Linked DNA regions of Mus musculus: region 1 is linked to region 2. The links are chromatin contacts, called in public HiChIP or PLAC-seq maps. All regions are on one chromosome and are shown on one strand. The core of a region is the stretch at or near the end of the contact, and the rest is flanking DNA. Distances in the headings are between cores, read along the strand shown.

Evidence for each region. HiChIP or PLAC-seq counts read pairs in DNA pulled down with a chosen protein or histone mark.
Region 1: a contact with region 2 is called in an HNF4G HiChIP or PLAC-seq map of pancreatic cancer cells. The contact joins two enhancer-like sites. A contact is called at or near these places in 2 of 15 datasets of contacts at CTCF or cohesin (the NIH/3T3 cell line and pro-B cells), 5 of 484 Hi-C or Micro-C datasets (the AML12 cell line, colorectal tumor organoids, cortical neurons and 1 more), 2 of 115 datasets of contacts at active chromatin or transcription factors (large pre-B cells and pancreatic cancer cells) and 2 of 9 other capture datasets (adipose tissue and pancreatic islet).

What each region holds. Positions count from the first base shown.
Region 1 is chr5:137,454,613-137,457,666 of GRCm38.p6, reverse strand. It overlaps Zan (zonadhesin), which reads left to right. Exons shown (of 88, transcript NM_011741.2): 18 at 976-1,100; 19 at 1,333-1,478; 20 at 2,272-2,415. Among named protein-coding and RNA genes, the nearest start is that of Zan, 21 kb to the left of the region's middle. Within about 2 kb of position 1,591, at least 51 of the 459 cell types and tissues checked have an H3K27ac peak or open chromatin away from gene starts, as enhancers often do. A contact at or near this core is called in colorectal tumor organoids and pancreatic cancer cells, where this site is marked.
Region 2 is chr5:137,374,172-137,377,109 of GRCm38.p6, reverse strand. Ephb4 (Eph receptor B4) reads right to left here. Exons shown (of 17, transcript NM_010144.6): 17 at 2,588-2,938. Among named protein-coding and RNA genes, the nearest start is that of Ephb4, 26 kb to the right of the region's middle. Within about 2 kb of position 1,274, at least 61 of the 459 cell types and tissues checked have an H3K27ac peak or open chromatin away from gene starts, as enhancers often do. A contact at or near this core is called in colorectal tumor organoids and pancreatic cancer cells, where this site is marked.

The DNA of each region.
Region 1 (3,054 bases), core at 342-2,841, 80 kb before region 2:
TTGGGATATGCACACACAGTGGGAGTGCTTTCAGGCCCACAGTCCTGGAGAAACAGCTGAAGTGCCCTGCTGCTGTGGATGCTTCCCCTGGGAAAGAGACAATGACTGTAAAAGGGACTCTTGTTTTGGGGATGTGGGTCAGTTAGTAGAGGTCCTGCTTTCCAGTCCTAGAGCCTCATTAACCACTTGGAGTACTCACCTCTCCTCTCAGCACTGGGCAGCTGGAGGCAGGAAGGTCAGCACTACAAAGTCATCTCAGTTACAGAGAGTCTGAGGCTAGCCTGGGCTACTTGGGAGCCTTGTCTCACAAAAAGGGTGAGACGGAGTCACAAATGAACATGATTTCCTGAAGATGTCCCAGTCCATTGAGGGGAGACAGGCAATCTTGAAAGGAGACAATCATGGCATGGCCCTTTCCATTTGGATTCTGAGTCCTTTACTGTCTCAGAGATATATCCTGAGCCCTCTACCCTGTAGTGCCAAGTTGGACACCGCCACCACAACTAGGGTCTCAGAAAGCAGAGAATGGGTGGTACATGCTTTTAATCCCAGCATTCTGGAGGTGGAGGCAAGAAGATTTTGAGTTTTAGCTTGGCATACATAGTAAGACTGTCCCAAATCCAACAGGGACTGGGGATGTAGCTCTGTTGCTTAAGTGCCAGTTTAGACAAAGCCCTGGCTTCCACCCCCAGAGCCACCTAAGCTGGACATGGTAGCAAATATCTATAATCTGAGCACTGGAGAGGAGGAGGTGGTATCCCCAGAGTTTAAGGTCATACTCAGCAATGTGAAAAAGTTTGAAGCTAGCCTTAGATATAATGAGACCCTGTCTGAAATCAACCAGCCAACCAACCAACCAAACAAACAAACAAACAAACAACTAACAACCAACCAAACAATCAAATCACCAACCAACCAACCAAGCAAATAGTTGGTTGTGACTTAGCCCCTCAGCACTGCTCTCTCTCCATCTAGACCACTTCTTTAGGATAACAGCAAACACCGAAGAACGTGGAGTAGAAGGTGTATCCTGCCTGGACAAAGTTGTCATCTCTCTGCCAGAGACTACCGTTACCATGATCAGTGGCAGACACACATTGGTGAGTTAGTTCTATCCTTTGCTCACTCCACCAGGCCAGGCCATGGTCAGCCTGGAGACTCTGTTAGGGTTGGGACTAAGCAAAATGATGATGCTTCAAGCCAGTCTAGAGGAGAGAAGTTGGAGGGATGCCGTGGAGTGGTGATGTGCTCTGGCCTTGGATGAGGTGTTAGAGTTTTATGGTCCTACTTGACACCCCCCCCACATCAGTCTCTCTGTCTCCTCTCTCCCAGATTGGGGATCAGGAAGTCACCCTCCCAGCCATACTTTCTGATGACACCTATGTGGGTCTGAGTGGGAGATTTGTGGAGCTGAGGACAACATTTGGTTTGCGTGTGAGATGGGATGGTGACCAGCAGCTTTTTGTGACTGTGTCCAGGTAAGGGAGACGGCCTAGTCAGGCAGCCAGAACCCTCCACACCCTCGGCCTCACCCCAGGCATTTCAGTTACTTGTGGTTAATCATTTACACGTGTCCTTAAAGCTAGGCTGCATCTCACCCAAGTGGCAGAAGGGAAACAGTAGGAAGTGGAGTGAGGGCAGTGGGGTAATAGCAGATATGTACACAGGGCCTTGGGAATGTGTTATAAAGAGTCACTCGGGGACGCTCAAGAGCTGTCAGAAGAGAAGATATCATTCTTCAGGGAATAGTGGCTCCCCAGATGGGTGGACAAAGATGACAAGGGAGGTGGCTCAGCTGGTAAAGAGCTAATTCCACCCCTGGAACACACAGGCACATACAGACACACACATACAGACACACACACACACACACAGAGAGAGAGAGAGAGAGAGAGAGAGAGAGAGAGAGAGAGAGAGAGAGGAAGAGAGAGAGAGAGCACACACACACACACACACTGAGAGAGAGGGAGGGAGGGAGAGAGAGAGAGAGAGAGAGAGAGAGAGAGAGAGAGAGGAGAGAGATTTAAACCCAAGAGAGAGTAGAGTTGTTAAGCAGAAAGAACAGAGGAGACCCTGTACAGATGGCTCAGGCTGAGGCTGAGTGGGGGTCTTACATATCTGAAGCCTATCACAGACTCTTAAGAGTAGATGTTCTCAATGCATTCCTGGCTCTTACCCTCAGGGCGCACAGCTCACTGTCCTCTTGCTGTGGTCTCTGATGACTGAGACCCTTTTCCTCAGTCATGACTCACCCCTCTCCTGGACCCACAGTACCTTCTCGGGCAAACTCTGTGGTTTCTGTGGGAACTATGACGGGGACAGCAGCAACGACAACCTGAAGTCAGATGGCATGATGACACACGATGAGGAGGAGCTGAGGCTGAGCTGGCAGGTGGAAGAGGATGAGGACAAGGAGTGAGTGAGGGTCCCCACTGTGGGCTGGGACTACTCTTCCTCGACTTTTGCCCATTTTCAGATCTACCAGTGCTGGGCTTAGTTGTTCCTGTCTGTCATTCCAGAAGATGCAGGGATGTCTGGATCTGCAGACATCAAGATCTGATTTCTAAAATCCAAGAGCTGAGGATACAGCTCAGTGGTAGAGCCTAGAATCCCCCAGGGAGGAGCTGGGGGCGTGGCTCAGTGATAGAGCACCTGCCTAGAATCCCCCAGTGAGGGGCTGGGGGGCGTGGCTCAGTGGTAGAGCCCCTGCCTAGAATCCTCCAGTGAGGGGCTGGGGGCGTGGCTCAGTGGTAGAACACCTGCCTAGAATCCCCCAGTAAGGGGCTGTGGGTGTGGCTCAGTGGTAGAGCACCTGCCTAGAATCCCCCAGGGAGGGGCTGGGGGCGTGGCTCAGTGGTAGAGCCCCTGCCTAGAATCCCCCAGTGAGGGGCTGTGGGTGTGGCTCAGTGGTAGAGCACCTGCCTAGAATCCCCCAGGGAGGGGCTGGGGGCGTGGCTCAGTGGTAGAGCCTCTGCCTAGAATCCCCCAGGGAGGGGCTGGGGGCGTGGCTCAGTGGTAGAGCCCCTGCCTAGAATCCCCCAGGGACGGGCTGGG
Region 2 (2,938 bases), core at 25-2,524:
TCGAACTCAGAAATCCGCCTGCCTCTGCCTCTGCCTCCCAAGTGCTGGGATTAAAGGCGTGTGCCAGTGCCACCACTGCCCGGTCTCCCACTAGACTTTGACAAGGAGCTAGGCTGGCGGGTCAGCCAGTTTCCATGGAAACCGTCTCTCCCTCCCATATCTCCTCCACTGTCCTTGTGCTGTGCATCACTACATCGGGCCATTTACATGGGTTCTGGTCCTCATTAATGTGATGAACACTTTACCAAGAGAGCCATCTCTCCAGCACCCCAGTGGGCTTTCTTTTACATTTACTAATGCTCACACACATACGTAGAGGTCAGAAGACAGCAAGCAGGAGCCAGTGTTTCTTTACCATGCGGGGCTTAGGGACCAAGCTTATGTCACTTTTGGCAGCAAGCACTTGGACCTGCTGACATGTCACTGCTATGCCCCTACCCCAAGGTTCCCCCCCCCCCCCCGGAGACAGGGTTTCTCTGTGTAGTCCTGGCTGTCCTGGAACTCATTTTGTAGAGTTCAAACTCAGAAATCCGCCTGCCTCTGCCTCCCAAGTGCTGGGATTAAAGGCGTGCGCCACCAGTACCCGCCTCCAAGTTATTTTTTAAGGTGGCCTCAGTTTGCTGACCTGGAGCTCCCTGAGCTCTGAGAGGGCTTAGCCTGAATTCCTCCACTAGGGGGAAGCAAGGGCATTCTGGGTTTCCTGTTTCCGGTTGGGATTTTTCCAGAGGGTATCTATCCCTCATTCTTCGTTCCTTCAAAGAGCCCTTCAGGAGGTTGCTATGGGAACCGAGGGTGGAGTTACTGGCTTTAGGAGCCATTCTGACAACCAGGTAGAAGTGACCACCTGGTTCAGCCAAAGGAGGCCAAGGTGTATAATGGATCAGACTGTGAAGACCTCAAGAAACCAAGACTTGGCCAGAGTGCTTTGAGGCAGGGAGGACACAGGCCAGGGAGATATTATTAATCTGTGTGACAACTATACCTTTGGAGACCTTTCCTGAAGTCAGCCAAACTCAATATTATGGAAAGGGCCCAGGACAGGGGTGGGACATGCTCTGCAGGACCCTGGTTTCCCTCACTAGGACAGAAGGCACAGTGCCCCTCAGCAGGTTAACCTCCTGCCTAGAGCCCCATTTCTCCCCCTGGCCTCCATCTTTGTACTGCTTGGATGCTGTGACCTTCATCTTTCTTTCCCGTAGCAGCTCTCTGTGGAGGTCACTGTATCTAGCCAGGATGTCTGTTTGGCAGCGAAAGGCAGTTGGCTGGATTAGTGTCCCCTGGGACACTCCCCTTCCTGGTAGTAATGAGCCCCTCCCACCCTCCAGAGATATTAAATGTCACCCAGGGAGAGGAGACAAAGGACTTAGTGTGATTCATGCCATAATCCCAGAATTCCAGAGGCTGAGGCAGGAGGATAGTGAGTACCAAGGCTGGCCTGGGTTATTAGCAAGCCCTGGTTTACAAAATACAAGAAGGGGTATGGGTTCTGGCAGCTAGTTCAGTCAGCAAGCAAGCTCGAAGCTCCGCTGTTTGCAGCAGAGGAGGGGCCGGTGGGAATGGTAGTATGGGCTTACCCTTCTAGAACTGTGGAGGGAAGAAACAATTCCTAGGCCATGTGGCTGACCAGGCTAGCCCACATGGCCAGTTTTAGGGGAATGAGAGGACCTGCAGAGAATCAGTCTTTCTCACTTAATGTTCATGCATGAGCATGCACATTCGCGTGCGCACACACACACATTCGTGCAGGGGAAATGATAGCAACACTGCCTTGGGGCCAGTGTGTGAGGTTCTGCACCCCTCACATCCACTGCAGCTCAATCAGGCTAGCCTGCACTAACTGGCCCTTACAGGTGTCCCAATGGGAAGGCATACCCAGGAGCAGAGAGGGGGCCGAGAAAACAGTGGGGGAAGTGGAGAGGCTGGAATGGAGTATGGACCCTATCCTCCTTTTCCTTGTCTGGGAGAAGTTAGCAGCAGACTCATTGGAGCGGCTCCCCCTCCCCTTCCCAGGAGGCCAGGAAAACCTGCCTGGGCAGCATCTTGAATGGGGGAATTGTCCTGAGAGCTACCTGGCATAAGTACACAGATGTGAGGGCCCCCTTTCAGCCACTCCCCATCTTCCCCTCCCCTCACAGCCAATGCTGGCTCTCCCATTACCACCAAACCAACCCCAGCTATGGACATCCAGCCTAAGTTTGTGGGCACCTAACTGGGACCCCCCACCCACAGTCACCCGTGCCCCCTTATCCTTTTAAAGCAGTTCTAGGGCAGGACTATGGGCTACACGCTTGGCTTCTCTTATACAACCCCCTGCCAGAGCTAAGGAGACAGAGGAGGGGCAGAAGGTGTCTGCCCCACCCCGGAGGTGCCGGAGGCTCTTGGCAGGGGCAGCTGGAGCAGTTAGCACCAGCTGCCAGTGACTCACCTCCCACCAACCCAAACAAAACACCTTGGGGCTGAGAACCAACACCCAGCCCCTCCTCACACCATAATCCCAACCACCTGACCTGACCCTCCAAATCCACACTCCTAGGGGTCCCCTAGTCTCAGAAATCTGGTCAACCCCAGCTCCCAGTCACCCTCTGGACTGAGACATATCCCCCTTTTTTTTTTATTTATAAAAAAAAAAAAGTTTCTTTTTAAATATAATTTAAGAACCCCCTTCCAAGCACCGTTGTCTGCCTCTGTTGACCACCACCAACCTCCTGTCCCTTTTACAACATCACCCCCCTTCCCTCCACACAACACAGCTTGGGGGCACTTGGGGGGAGGAAAGGAAGAAGGAACTGTCTAAGGCTGTGGCATTTCCAAGGCACTGTTCTAGAACATATCGATGGGTCCTTGTTCCCAACAGGAGATAGTGGAACCAGGTGCCCTTTAACACACAAAATCTGGACAAGAAGGGGAGGGAGGGGGGAAGGAGGAAAAAATTAACAAA